Regions from separate parts of the Mus musculus genome. Here all the other regions are linked to region 3. Evidence: chromatin contacts called from public promoter capture Hi-C data. All regions are on one chromosome and are shown on one strand. Each heading gives the region's core, a stretch centred on a gene start, on an enhancer-like site or on the middle of the called end of the contact. The rest is flanking DNA. Distances are from core to core; before and after follow the strand shown.

Region 1 (2,700 bases), core at 25-2,524, 250 kb before region 3:
CAGGAGAAACTCAAGGACTGGGATTACTAGAGACTCATAGTTCATGGTCCCCAGGTGGAGGGTGGGTACACAGGACCACCCTAGGGTCACACTGATAACCGAGGTGTGGCATGTGGGCCAGACCTCTAAGTCTTGGGAGCACCACACTGGAAGCACCAAGCTGAGGGCACCAGAGAAGTTTCAGGGCTGAGAAGCAGGTACCAGAGTTTCAGATGACTCCCAAGGTAGCATGGTGGGAGCCTCAGAAGCAGGCCCCATCGCTAAATGTTTGCCAAACTCAATGACTCAAGAGCCTACCTAATGGTCAAATTAGAGGTCTGGCCTTTTAGGGCTCTCTTAACTTCTTTTCTACTATTATTATTTTTTTTTTTATGAGCAGCCCCAAACAGCATATCTCAAATGGAACTCTTGGCTCTCTCTTCTCGCTGGGAGCCTGGTTCCCAACTGGTAGGCTGTTAACCTAGTCCTCCTCAAAGCTCAGGTCTCATCCCTGGTCTCACTCTGCCCCCACCCACCTGTCACTCATTCACGCATGGGTCCAACCAGCTCCCTGCAAAGCCAGGGGGTGAGCCCAAAAGCTGAACTAGACTGGCCCTGCCTCACACTGGCCTGGTTCAGAGGTCCCTGGTCTCCCAGCCAGTCTGCGGAAAGAAATCACAAGGTTGCCCACCAGGGAACCAGCCCTCACCCCTTCTTATTGCAGGGTCCCCCCAATTCTGCTTCCACGAGAACTCTCAAAACCGCATTAATGCTCAACCTAGGGCCACCCAACCAGTGGGTCACGTGTTTACTGAACACATGTTTCCGGCTCAGACTGTGGGAGGCTAGCACTGCTGGCCACGTGGAGACCGGTGAATGTAGCAACTTTGGGGGACTTGGGCCAGGGGTCCTGCAGGCAACGGCCAATCCTGGCTCAGCCCTGGCTGTCTGCCAAAGCAGGCTGTAGCCGCTGGCTGTGATTGACAGCCAGGACACTAAGCCGAGGTGGCCCTGCCGCGTGGACCCTGGCGGGTTTCCCGCCGCGTGCGGGCGCCTCCGGCTTCCGGCCCGGGCCCCGCACCCACCCGACCTGGGCTGCTTAGCCCGTTCCGCGGGTCACGACTTTACTCACAACACATTCCGCGCCATGGCAGCCGCACCTCCTGGTCAGGAAGGAGCGACACCCGCCCCGCACAGCGCCCGCGCTGGCACAGCGCCCCCTCGCTTCCGGAGGCCGCGCTACCCTCTCCCTGCACCGCAGGGCCCCGCACTTTCGGTGTCCCGCAAACCCCACCCCACCCCCAACCCCGCACCCGAAAAGCCCCTCCCCCACCCGTGCACCGTAAGCTGCTTGCGCACCGCCCCCGGCACAGCGCACCCCGCCTCTCAGCCATAAAAACAGTGAACAGCCCCGCCCCTCACCCGGCCCCGCAAAAAGCCGGCATACACTCTGTACCCATTTGCCCCATCCCAGCACCACACAGAATCCTGCATACCTCTCGGTGTATAGTGTACCTCCCTGTTCTTCAACCTGTAAGCACCCTACAGTACATGCTTTCCCACCCACAAGGGCACCACACTTTGCCATGAGCAGTCCCGCATCTCTGCACTGCTGGCTGGTGGATTCTACAAAGGGCAACTACTATCCTGTTTCCCCACCCCAACATTGCATGGCCCCACCAAGCACAGTCATACACCTTGTACCCCCCCCCCCAAATCTGCTCTGTGAATCTACTCTGTTCCCTTGCTGTAGGTGGTCCAGCAGTACCTTTGTCCCCACTCCCCTTTTTCTGGACTGGACGAAACCACCCCATAAGGCTCACCAAGGCCTGGCCACATAGCCCCCACCCTGTGTTCCACAGCCTAGTCTTTCTCTAGGCTCTGCCAGCTCTTTGTCCCCTTTCCCACATAAGCACATCAGAGGCTACACCCATGCCCTATCCCACATAGGACCCTAGCCCCCCTCAACAATTAAGTCACAGCCTCGCCAACAATCCCTTGGGCAGCAGAGATGGGGAAGGGTGGGGTGGACTGGATCTCTTGTATGAAGTCTACGGCCCCTCTCCCAATCCAGACTGGGTTGTTTTCCCTTCCAGGCAAGACTCCCAGGACCCCCTCCTTTCTCCTTCCCTCCCTTTCTTGGCTGCCCAGCCACATTTGCAGCCCAGCAGCACTGCATACTCCCTGTCCCAGGAGCCCCTGGCCACACCTCCTTCAAGAGGCCACTAGCCTCCCAAGGCCTTGCTGTTCACAAGTCCTCAGCCCTGCAGGTCAGAGACCCTCCAGCTTCGTCCTAACTAAGGGATCCCTGCCCATAGCTCTTGTCCCGACTTGGTGGTCTTGCTGCTCTCTCCTGCTTCCTGGCCCATCTCTCCCCATAGGTTCTCTCTGCTGCTTTCCAGCTCCCTCGGTCCTTGTTAAGTTTCTGTCTGTACCCCACGGCAACATAGTTGTGTTTGGGGGCTCAGGAAAGGAGACATGGGTGGAGATATCAGGCACATTATAAGAGGCCATCATGGTGGCTCTGGGAGAAGCATCTAGGTCACCCATTTAATGATCAAAATGACCACTGGGGTCCCCTAGGATGAAGGATTAGAGGTGAGTTGTGAGCACAGATCCCTGCCCATATCCACTCCTGTGTAGTGTTACAAAATGAATGTGGCTATGACCCAGCAGCAGATGATATTAGCCTAGCCTGAGTTCTGAGCCCCATCTCTCTTC
Region 2 (2,812 bases), core at 260-2,759, 220 kb before region 3:
GGTGGAAGGCCAGTGGGGTGGATCAGTTGAGCAGAGGCCCCATCTGCTTTGCTACCTCTGGTTTCTACTGGACCCACACACCTGTCAGCAGTGGAGGGAGGGGTAGTGTGTTTGCATGGGGTGTCATGCGTTTATAAGGAGCCAGTGGCAGCTGAAGTGTCCAAAAATAGGCATCAAAATTAGCAAGACTCCTCTGCCCTGAAACCCAAGATGGCAGGGGGGCAGGGTACTGAGAACAACCTAGCCATCTTGGCTCCCCTCCTGGCTCCTAAAGGCATCCATCCAGCAAGGGCAGCCTTGTACCCTTCCAAAGTGAGGTAGCAATGCCCTTGTTTGAGGTTGAGAAACTGAGGTTCCTGGTCTTCTAAAGAGGTCCAGAAGGCCCACTTGAGCATATCTGTGCATCTCCACCCCCATTTCAACATTTCTATAAATTGGGGAGAGGCAGAGGTGGGGTGTCAGGGATGGGACAGAGATGACCAATAAACAACAGAGAGTGAAAACAGTTGTTCTGTAGAGGGTTCTGGGCTTAGAAGAAGGTTCACAAAAATAGCCTGTGAGGTCAGTTTCCTTGGGGATCCATGCCAAACTCCTTTCCTTCAAAGGTGACAAAGGCCAAAAAGGGGCAGGGGGCCCTGCCACTCACTTGCTATGGGTCCCTTATCACTTCCTGCTTTGGGCCTAGTCTGCTCTGAACAACCTTGCTAGGTCCGGTTTCCTCCAAGGATTCCCAAGGACATCTAGAAAGTTCAACTCAGGAAGTTAGGAATCCCAGCCCGGCAACTTAACAAAGGCGGGAGCCTGGAGGGCTAGGGGCCACCTGGTCTCCCAGCCACAAGATCAGATATGAGCTTCCTGCTCAGGCCCAGGCTCCTTTCATTCCCTCTGTCCTGGTTCAGCTTGGCTCCTGTTTGTCTTCACCTGAACCTTAGGAATCTGCCCCAGGGGTTCACAGATATCTCTCCCCTGAGCTTCTTCCCAGGGTGATCTGAGATAAGCCCAGATCTGCAAAAGGGCAGACCCATGGGCTCCAAGGATGAGTTGAAATCACATTCTTTCTCTAAGGTCATTCTTTCAGAGTCTCAGAGGGGCTCCAGCCAGCTGCCAGGCAGGCAGCTGCAGGCGCCCTTAGAGCTCTGAATGATGTCCTCTGACTCACTCGATCCTTATCTCACCCTCTGCCCTTCTTCCTAGATCCTACCTTAGGAGGTCTCCTTTGTCCTGAGTCACACAGGAGCCCCACTCCTTCTCACTTCCTGTGCTTTTCTATTCTGGTTTAGAACCAGATCTTTTATGTCATCCCAAGGTTCAAGCACCATGCTTCTAGTTACCAAAATACAACACAGCAAGAGGCACAGGACCCATTGAACTCCCCTTAGATGCTAGGCAGCCAAGCCCAGACACAGTTGCCCACTCCTACGCGGGCTGTTCACATCCATACACACCTGTAGTTGAGTCTGAGAAAGGCTGGGGGCTCCTTGTGGACAGGACCAGCAGCAGGCACTGTCCAACAGCCTCACCCCTTCATGTTATAGTGACATCTGATCTTCTCTGGCAGCCCATTGGCCAGCAGATGGGTGGCTGGGGCATGGGAAGGGGGAGGGTGTGCCCAAGCAGGCCCCTGACCAAGTATAGGAATGCCCCAGAGGAGGCCCAAGGAGGCAAGGATGGAGGAGACATGCCTGGAGGAGGAGGCAAGGTCCCTAACTGTTCCAGAAAGGTGTCAGCTGCTATTTTTACCTACCCTCCCCCCTCAGCAATGGGCACATGCTTGATGGGCTGAGGGAGAGAGGAGGAAAGGATTGGGTCTAGACCAAGGCTGTTCTTGAGTCAGGCTGTTGGGGGAAGGGTCATCAGAGCCTGGGTTTTGGGTTCTTTGGTCCCCTGTTCCTCTGCCCGAGGTGGCTTGTAGGAGCAGGTACTTTGTTCAAGATCGGTGTCTAACTCTATATGGCACCTCCTGCAACTCTGCCCTGCTTCTCCAGCATAGAGACAGCTCAAGATACCCACCAAATGAAGAGCCCTGGGTCCCTAGCCCATGTCACACACAGCCCCTTCTTCGAGGCCAGGCCTATTTTTCAAGTGGACATCACTGGAACACGTCTCATGAAATGATCACCTAATAGGAGAAATGATCACCTAAACCTTGCCTCTGGTTGTCCATCTTCCTCAGTAACTGGGGAGGGCTGAGCAATGCTTGGGCCTGTTATTGGTCTGGGGGCTCCATACTAAGTAGTGGACCTGGAGGTCATATCTCTGTCCAGGGATGTGGGCCCTGCTGAGCAGACCTGGCCATGAGCAGACCTCGCCATGTGCCTGGCCTTTTTTTCCTCAAGACTCCAGGGGGCACCATCCAACCATGGACACTCTTCTGGGCCTTATGTGCCTGGTCAGCCTCTAGGGAAACTGAAGCACCAAGTAGCAAGAGACCAACCTGGCATTTGCCATTCACTCTCTTAACCCTCCCAGACCCCATGGCTTGTCGTGTGTGGCTGGTGGGGTCTGTGGATCTGTTCAGTTCAGGGAAAAAGCCAATGTGGAGTGTAAAGTAATGGTAGGTGAGCCCTAGGGGACACAGACAGGGCTCTGGTCCTTTTGCATCCTGAGATTAGAGACATCAGGATGACCAGTAGGAGGCCCACAGTATGCCAATCTCCACCAAATCTTAAGAGTTTCTGGAAGGTTTGGATTGACCCACCATCCACCTCCTATGTGTTAGAGATGGGGCCATAGAATGCCAGAGACACAAGATCCAGCTTGTGATCAGAAGGAGAGTGGAGCCAGTCTTCTAGCCTGCTGGCTCATAGAACAG
Region 3 (2,700 bases), core at 141-2,640:
GGCGCCCGAGGATTTTTCTGATTAGCCACTGCAATTGTCTGGCACCGATCGAGGAAATCGGCTTTCCATGAGAGAAATTGCCCGCGTGTTAACACAGTTTGGATTACTTTGATCCACTCACTAGGGAGCATATGTTCGCCTCCCGGAAGAGCTTCTAGGAGCGAAAGCGTGTAGGGGGCAGATGGGCCATAAGTTCTAACCGCAGAGTTAAGCTCTTTTAAGAGCTTAAAACGTAGTCTGCGGAATTCTGTTTGTTGGACAGGAGCAGAAATTTGTTCCTCTGGCTCACGTTCTACTTCGTTTTCACACTCATAATCTTCTCCGCCCTCGCTGTTAGTGTCCGAGGAGAGGTCGGCCTGGGGCCTTTCTAAAGGCCCAATTTCTGCAGAAGCAGATTCGGCACGGGTGGCTGGGGGCTGTGTCTCCGCCGTAGAAGTGGGCGGGTCGTAGCTAGCAGCTCTCGTGGAGCGAGTAATTACGGGGGAAGCCAATGTTTTAGTTTTTACCGCTCGCGGAGCTTTCTTTTTTACGCCGCCCGAGGCTGAGGCTGGGGGAGGGGCAAGGATAGTCTCTTTTAAAGAATTTTGGAGTGAAGCGAGCTCTGTGGAAAGGCGGGCGTACTGTTGCTGGAGCTCTAAAACTTCTTGTAATCCTGCTACCTGAGACGCGAGCTTGTCTTTAGCATCAATGAGAGTAGGGACCGGCAGCGCCTGGGGCCACGGCTCGGGAGCGCAGATTGGTGGCAGGTAGGACGAGGCATTGCAGGGAGGAGCTGAAGCGCCCGGCAATCGCTCGGGCTTACGGGGACGGACTATCTCTTCCTCTAAAGTGTCTGTGTCCCCAGAAATTAAAGGGCTTTCAGCCAAAGATTTTTTAAATTCTAGATTGATCAGTGGCGGGTCAGCAGGCAATGCGCTTACCGGGATATGGGGGTAGAGAGCAGTCTGCAGGACTTCGGGCCTGTCTGCAGCTATTGGAGGCTTTTTAGTAGGGAGGGAGCTCTCTGAAGCTTCCAGAGACAGGGGACAGAGGCAATATTCTGCCACTGACAAAGGCTGCTGTTTCTCTGGATCATCAACTGCACTTTGTATTAAATCACGGATTAGACTCCAATAAGTAAATATATTTGCAGGAATAGCATCGGGGTCCTGCTTTGCCAAAATTTCACTTAATTCTCTTCCTACTCTTATCCATTTCTTACAATGTATCTCTGCGCCATCTATAATAAACCATGGACCTGCCTGGTCTATGAAAATAAAAAAGTTTATCAAATCTTTCTTTTTAACTCTAACTCCTCTTTCCCTGAGAGCCACCTTTAAGCCTTTTATAAAGGCTGCCTCTTTAGAAAGCTTAGTTCCCATTTCTCAGTGGAGATGAATCACTTACCAAGGATTTCTCTCTCCGGTGAGCTGCTGAAGCAGTCCTTCACTTCTTTTTTCTTGGGGTCCCTACGAACTTCTCTGGGGGAGTCAAACTCCGTAATCTCCACCTAAGGCAAAACGCTCCGAACCTCAGTTAGGCGCCACTTGTCCCACCCAGCAGGACCCAGTTCTTCCTGGGTGCAAGGGGGACCACAAACCTGAAGAGAAATGCGAGGAAAGGAAGGAGACGCAGAGACAAAGAAGGGTTCCTATCAAGGTCTCAGTTTATTAGGCTGAAATGCCAGGTTTTAAGGGGAATAGGGAGGGGTTGAGGGGGATCAACTAAGAACAAAGAAGTGGGCATCTGGGGACATGAAGGCCTAATTCAAACTGCAGGCGGCCAGGCACTCTTATCTCTGGAATGTAGAATCCTCCTTAACAGCCTTGGGTGTCAGGCTGGGCTCAGCTTGTAACTCATGTCCTTTGAAGTCTTGGGAGTCAGGAAGAGATAAGGAAGAGGGGACTATAATTCAGCTTTTTACAGCCTCAGGTGCCAGGAAGGAAACAGGGAGGAGGGGGTGAAGACCAGCTCCTTAGCACAAGGCCATTTGGCTTGTTAGGGTGGAAAACTTTGAAAGGCCTACTTTCTTATGGTATGGTCTCCAACATTTAGGGTGCCCATCTATGTCCTCATACAAATAAACAAAACAAAATAAAACAGGACCCCTGCTAGTCATCCTACACCCAAGTCTCTCACTAACATGCAACCAAATTAGGTGTTTATAGTACACACTAAAAATCAAGCTTGCCCTGCAAGATTGAGTACATAATAAGGTCAAAAATAAGCAGGATAGGAAATAAAGAGATGAACCCACATACGAATGTGTTCACCAAAAGACAAAGCAGAGCAGCAGAAAGATGAGACCAGCTGCTGGGTAAGACTGTGCCCTCCTGATTACTCAGCTAAAAAGGAAGGGGAGGGAGTGATGTCCCCTGCAGGAGGATTGTTAAGATGTGCTCTGCATTCATTCAGGGTGCCACAGGGTGCTGAGGACCAGATTTGCAAAGTTGTAAATTACTCCATGTCACCTTTGCTGCTCTGAGCCCCAAGGACTCTCTTATGAAGGAAGGGTCCTTCTTCCTCATATGAACTTCCCAGCTAAGCTCACCAATGGCCAAGAAAGGCTGATGCTCTCAAAAAACTCAATTTATTTCTCTGCTGTACCCTGTAGAGTCAAAATAGCTAATACTGGTTGACTGGGAAGATGAGAAACTTTGTCAGGCAAAGTAATACTGCCCCAGGGTGGATCCCTATACTTCGCTCCAACCCAGGTCACCT
Region 4 (2,757 bases), core at 17-2,516, 220 kb after region 3:
TTTCATCTCAGGTATTTTTTGCTGATAAAACTGCAACCCCACCCACTCCCAGTGCCTGACTGTTCATGCTATAAAGAAGGAATGGACTGGACATTTCCCAGCATCCTGGAATGGTTCTTTGGGGAAGGTGAATCCCATTTCAAGTATATGACAGCTGTATTACAGCAGGCAGTTGGCCTGAAGGTGTTATCTGTCTGGTGCCTGATATTCATGACACTCTATTGAAGACACTAGTGAGTTAGGTTGTTGTGATCCTTCTGCTCAACTGTGTGCTCCTGCAAGCATCTCTCCAGTGTAGAGAATAGAGAGTCAGCCTTTCAAAAAGTATTCAATGAGTTCCTAGTACTGGTCAGGCTCTGGAAAGAGCGGACAATAGGAGAGATACCCTGGATCATGAAGAGACTTACTCGCTGGAGAGAAGTATCCTGGATAATAGAGGCTCACCCAGGAGCCAGAGGGTACAGCACATAGAGGAAGGGAACAGATGGGGATTGAAGGGGACAATCATGTCCACTGGGGCGGGCAGCTGGGATGCAAATGAACGGCCAGCAAAGCTAAGGGACACAGAAGAGGCAAGTGTGGTCAGAACAGTTCTGGCAGAGGCACTAGGTGTGGGCAAAAGATGATAACAGTGGGAAGATGGACATCAGGAGGGATGTAAGCAGCAAGGGGTGAGGCACTGCAGAGGAAAGGAACACATCCTGCAGAGCAGAGGAACTCCGATGTTCCAGCCTGGGGGGTCTGGATACTCCCAGGTCTGGGATACTGGGGTCAGGGATACTCAGGTCCCAGGAACTTCAGACTCCCACGGGTCTGTGCATTCCACAGATTCAGGCACGCTGGTGGTAAGGTTCACTCCTGGGGTCAAGGCACTCTATAGTGTCCTAACACTAGAGGTGTGCAACACCGGGGTCACTCTAGAGACACCGGGGGTGTGATACTCCAGGATCCAGGGCACTGCGCAATGACAGGCAGTTTGCGAGTCCGAGGCACTCTGGAGTTCCGGGCGTCTGGGTTTCTGGGGCCCTCTGAAGTTATTCTCACTCTGGTGATCCAGAAACTCTGGATGGTCTTCAGATACAGGATGCTCCTGGGTCTCGAAGCCCCGAGGTTGGCGATGGGGAAAGGTCCTGACACTCCAGAACAGGTACTCGGGACATCGCCGCAGGGGCCGCTGGGACTACGCGTCCCAGCAAGCCGTGCGCGCGTCACGTCCGGCAGCGGGCGGGAGCCATCGAGTGTTTACTTCCGGCCGCCGGCGGGGCTGAGGCCGAGCGAGGCGCGGGCTCCGCGCAGCCATGGACTGGCTCATGGGGTGAGTGGCGGAGGACGGCGTAGCGCGGCGCTGCGCGGGGCGGCGGCGAACGTAGGGAGCGTAGGGCGGCGGGCAGCGGGTTCCAGGAGGGGCCGGGGCACGGAAGGACGGCCAGCCGCTGCGGGGTGCTGGGAGGCCGGGCAGGCGGCCGGCCGGCCGGCCGGCGGGAGAGAGGCCCGGTCCCCGAGGCGCTGTCCCGAGAGGCCGCGGTCCCTCGCCGCGAATCGACGGGCCGCGAGTCGGGCACCTGGCACTGTCGGTCGTCGGTCTTCGCGGGGCCTGCGAAAGTTCTTCCGCCCAAGTGACTTTCTTCCAATTTACTTTTGAGGAGAGTGAGAGGCGGGCGCTCCTAGCCGCGCGCGCTCTCCCGGCGGCTCGGTTCTCGACCCTGTGGCGGTGTCCGCGGCCCTGCTGTGGGGTCCGTATAATCCTGCTGGACCACAGAGAGAGCCGGCCTTCGGCTTCGGCAGTACGAGGGCTGCGCGGGACTCTGGAGATAGAAGCGGGGAAGGCGGAGGAAAGTGTAGTGGTGGCACTGTCAGGACGTCTGAGGCTGTTTGACCTCCCAGTGCTGCAACCTAGGGAGACAGCGGACTAAGTGAGCAGCCCCAGGGATAATCAAGAGACTAAGGGAGGCCGGGAGCCACATAGTGCCACTCAGGACGTTAAGTGTGGGTGACACGGGGGACTAGGCGGAGGCTCATCTTATTTCTTCAAGAGGAAGCCCTGTCACTGGTTCCTATCTGCTTCCTAGCTATGTGGTCCTCTCTAGACTTTTTTGTAATGGATCGTCTGTCAGATGGAAGCTGTGAAATCTGCAGTACAGGTTTACTGAAGGGTTAACTGAGGTAAGGGCCAGCACATGTTTTGCATATGGTAAGCTTGGCAGATGTTATGTCCTGGCCTTTAACAAGGTCTCTGAAGCCCAGGGGTTTTAAGCATAGGACACATATTTGAAACCAGCCTATTCCAGACCATTCTTCCTTTGTGCACTTGTGGAGAGGGCCAGCACTTGACTATAACTTGGCCAAGGTATGGTTTCACTGCAAGTGAACTAGATCTGTCAGCTTGGTGACTGAGGAAGCTGACCACTGCTGTATGTGTAATTTTTCCAGGCTCATACCCATCCAGGTGCTTTTTGCTTGGAGGCTGACCAGAAGCCAGTCGTTAAACTCCTCTGTCCCTCTTTCATAGTATTACTATAAAAGTAGGAAGAATGGAAGTTGCAGAGTGAGCCTTCAGAGGACATCCCCCCGCGCCCCCCCCCCCCCATCTACTCCACTTTGTCTTCTGATCCCTGGTGAGAGCTGACAAAGTAGTCGGGAGTGAAGCCATTTTTTGCTTCAGAGTACCCACTGTTTGCTCAGGGCTGAAACTCTCTCTGTAATTAACCATTTAAGTAGTTTTTCTGTCTGGAAGAATAGGACAAATGTATCATCTTT

Evidence for each region. Promoter capture Hi-C pulls out the DNA fragments that hold promoters and counts their contacts. Capture Hi-C pulls out chosen DNA fragments and counts their contacts.
Region 1: a contact with region 3 is called in a promoter capture Hi-C map of adipose tissue, with 3 times the contacts expected there. The contact joins the promoter of Mrpl23 here to the promoter of B130016D09Rik in region 3. A contact is called at or near these places in 4 of 39 promoter capture datasets (the C10 cell line, embryonic stem cells, hippocampal neurons and 1 more), 3 of 484 Hi-C or Micro-C datasets (Th1 cells, bone marrow-derived macrophages and cerebral cortex), 5 of 115 datasets of contacts at active chromatin or transcription factors (bone marrow-derived macrophages, microglia, pancreatic cancer cells and 1 more) and 2 of 9 other capture datasets (adipose tissue and liver).
Region 2: a promoter capture Hi-C map of stem cell-derived epiblast-like cells shows a contact between it and region 3, with 2.6 times the contacts expected there. The contact joins the promoter of Tnnt3 here to the promoter of B130016D09Rik in region 3. A contact is called at or near these places in 13 of 39 promoter capture datasets (the 3T3-L1 cell line, the C10 cell line, cranial neural crest and 7 more), 1 of 484 Hi-C or Micro-C datasets (bone marrow-derived macrophages), 1 of 115 datasets of contacts at active chromatin or transcription factors (bone marrow-derived macrophages) and 4 of 9 other capture datasets (adipose tissue, liver, macrophages and 1 more).
Region 4: a contact with region 3 is called in a promoter capture Hi-C map of stem cell-derived epiblast-like cells, with 3 times the contacts expected there. The contact joins the promoter of Mob2 here to the promoter of B130016D09Rik in region 3. A contact is called at or near these places in 17 of 39 promoter capture datasets (the 3T3-L1 cell line, 3T3-L1-derived adipocytes, the C10 cell line and 10 more), 10 of 484 Hi-C or Micro-C datasets (Sertoli cells, cerebral cortex, embryonic stem cells and 5 more) and 10 of 115 datasets of contacts at active chromatin or transcription factors (cardiomyocytes, effector CD8 T cells, embryonic midbrain and 4 more).

Annotation. Positions count from the first base shown.
Region 1 is chr7:142,531,606-142,534,305 of GRCm38.p6, reverse strand. It overlaps Mrpl23 (mitochondrial ribosomal protein L23), which reads right to left and starts at 1,274. Exons shown (of 5, transcript NM_011288.2): 1 at 1,112-1,274. The coding sequence starts at 1,128.
Region 2 is chr7:142,497,533-142,500,344 of GRCm38.p6, reverse strand. It overlaps Tnnt3 (troponin T3, skeletal, fast), which reads right to left and starts at 1,509. Exons shown (of 18, transcript NM_001163664.1): 1 at 1,446-1,509. The region is part of intron 1 of Prr33 (proline rich 33); the gene reads left to right.
Region 3 is chr7:142,282,153-142,284,852 of GRCm38.p6, reverse strand. B130016D09Rik (a long non-coding RNA gene) reads right to left here and starts at 1,390. Exons shown (of 1, transcript XR_003946899.1): 1 at 1-1,390. Gm45889 (a long non-coding RNA gene) reads right to left here and starts at 1,639. Exons shown (of 2, transcript XR_870059.2): 1 at 1,387-1,639.
Region 4 is chr7:142,059,543-142,062,299 of GRCm38.p6, reverse strand. It overlaps Mob2 (MOB kinase activator 2), which reads left to right and starts at 1,266. Exons shown (of 5, transcript NM_028308.2): 1 at 1,266-1,315. The coding sequence starts at 1,299.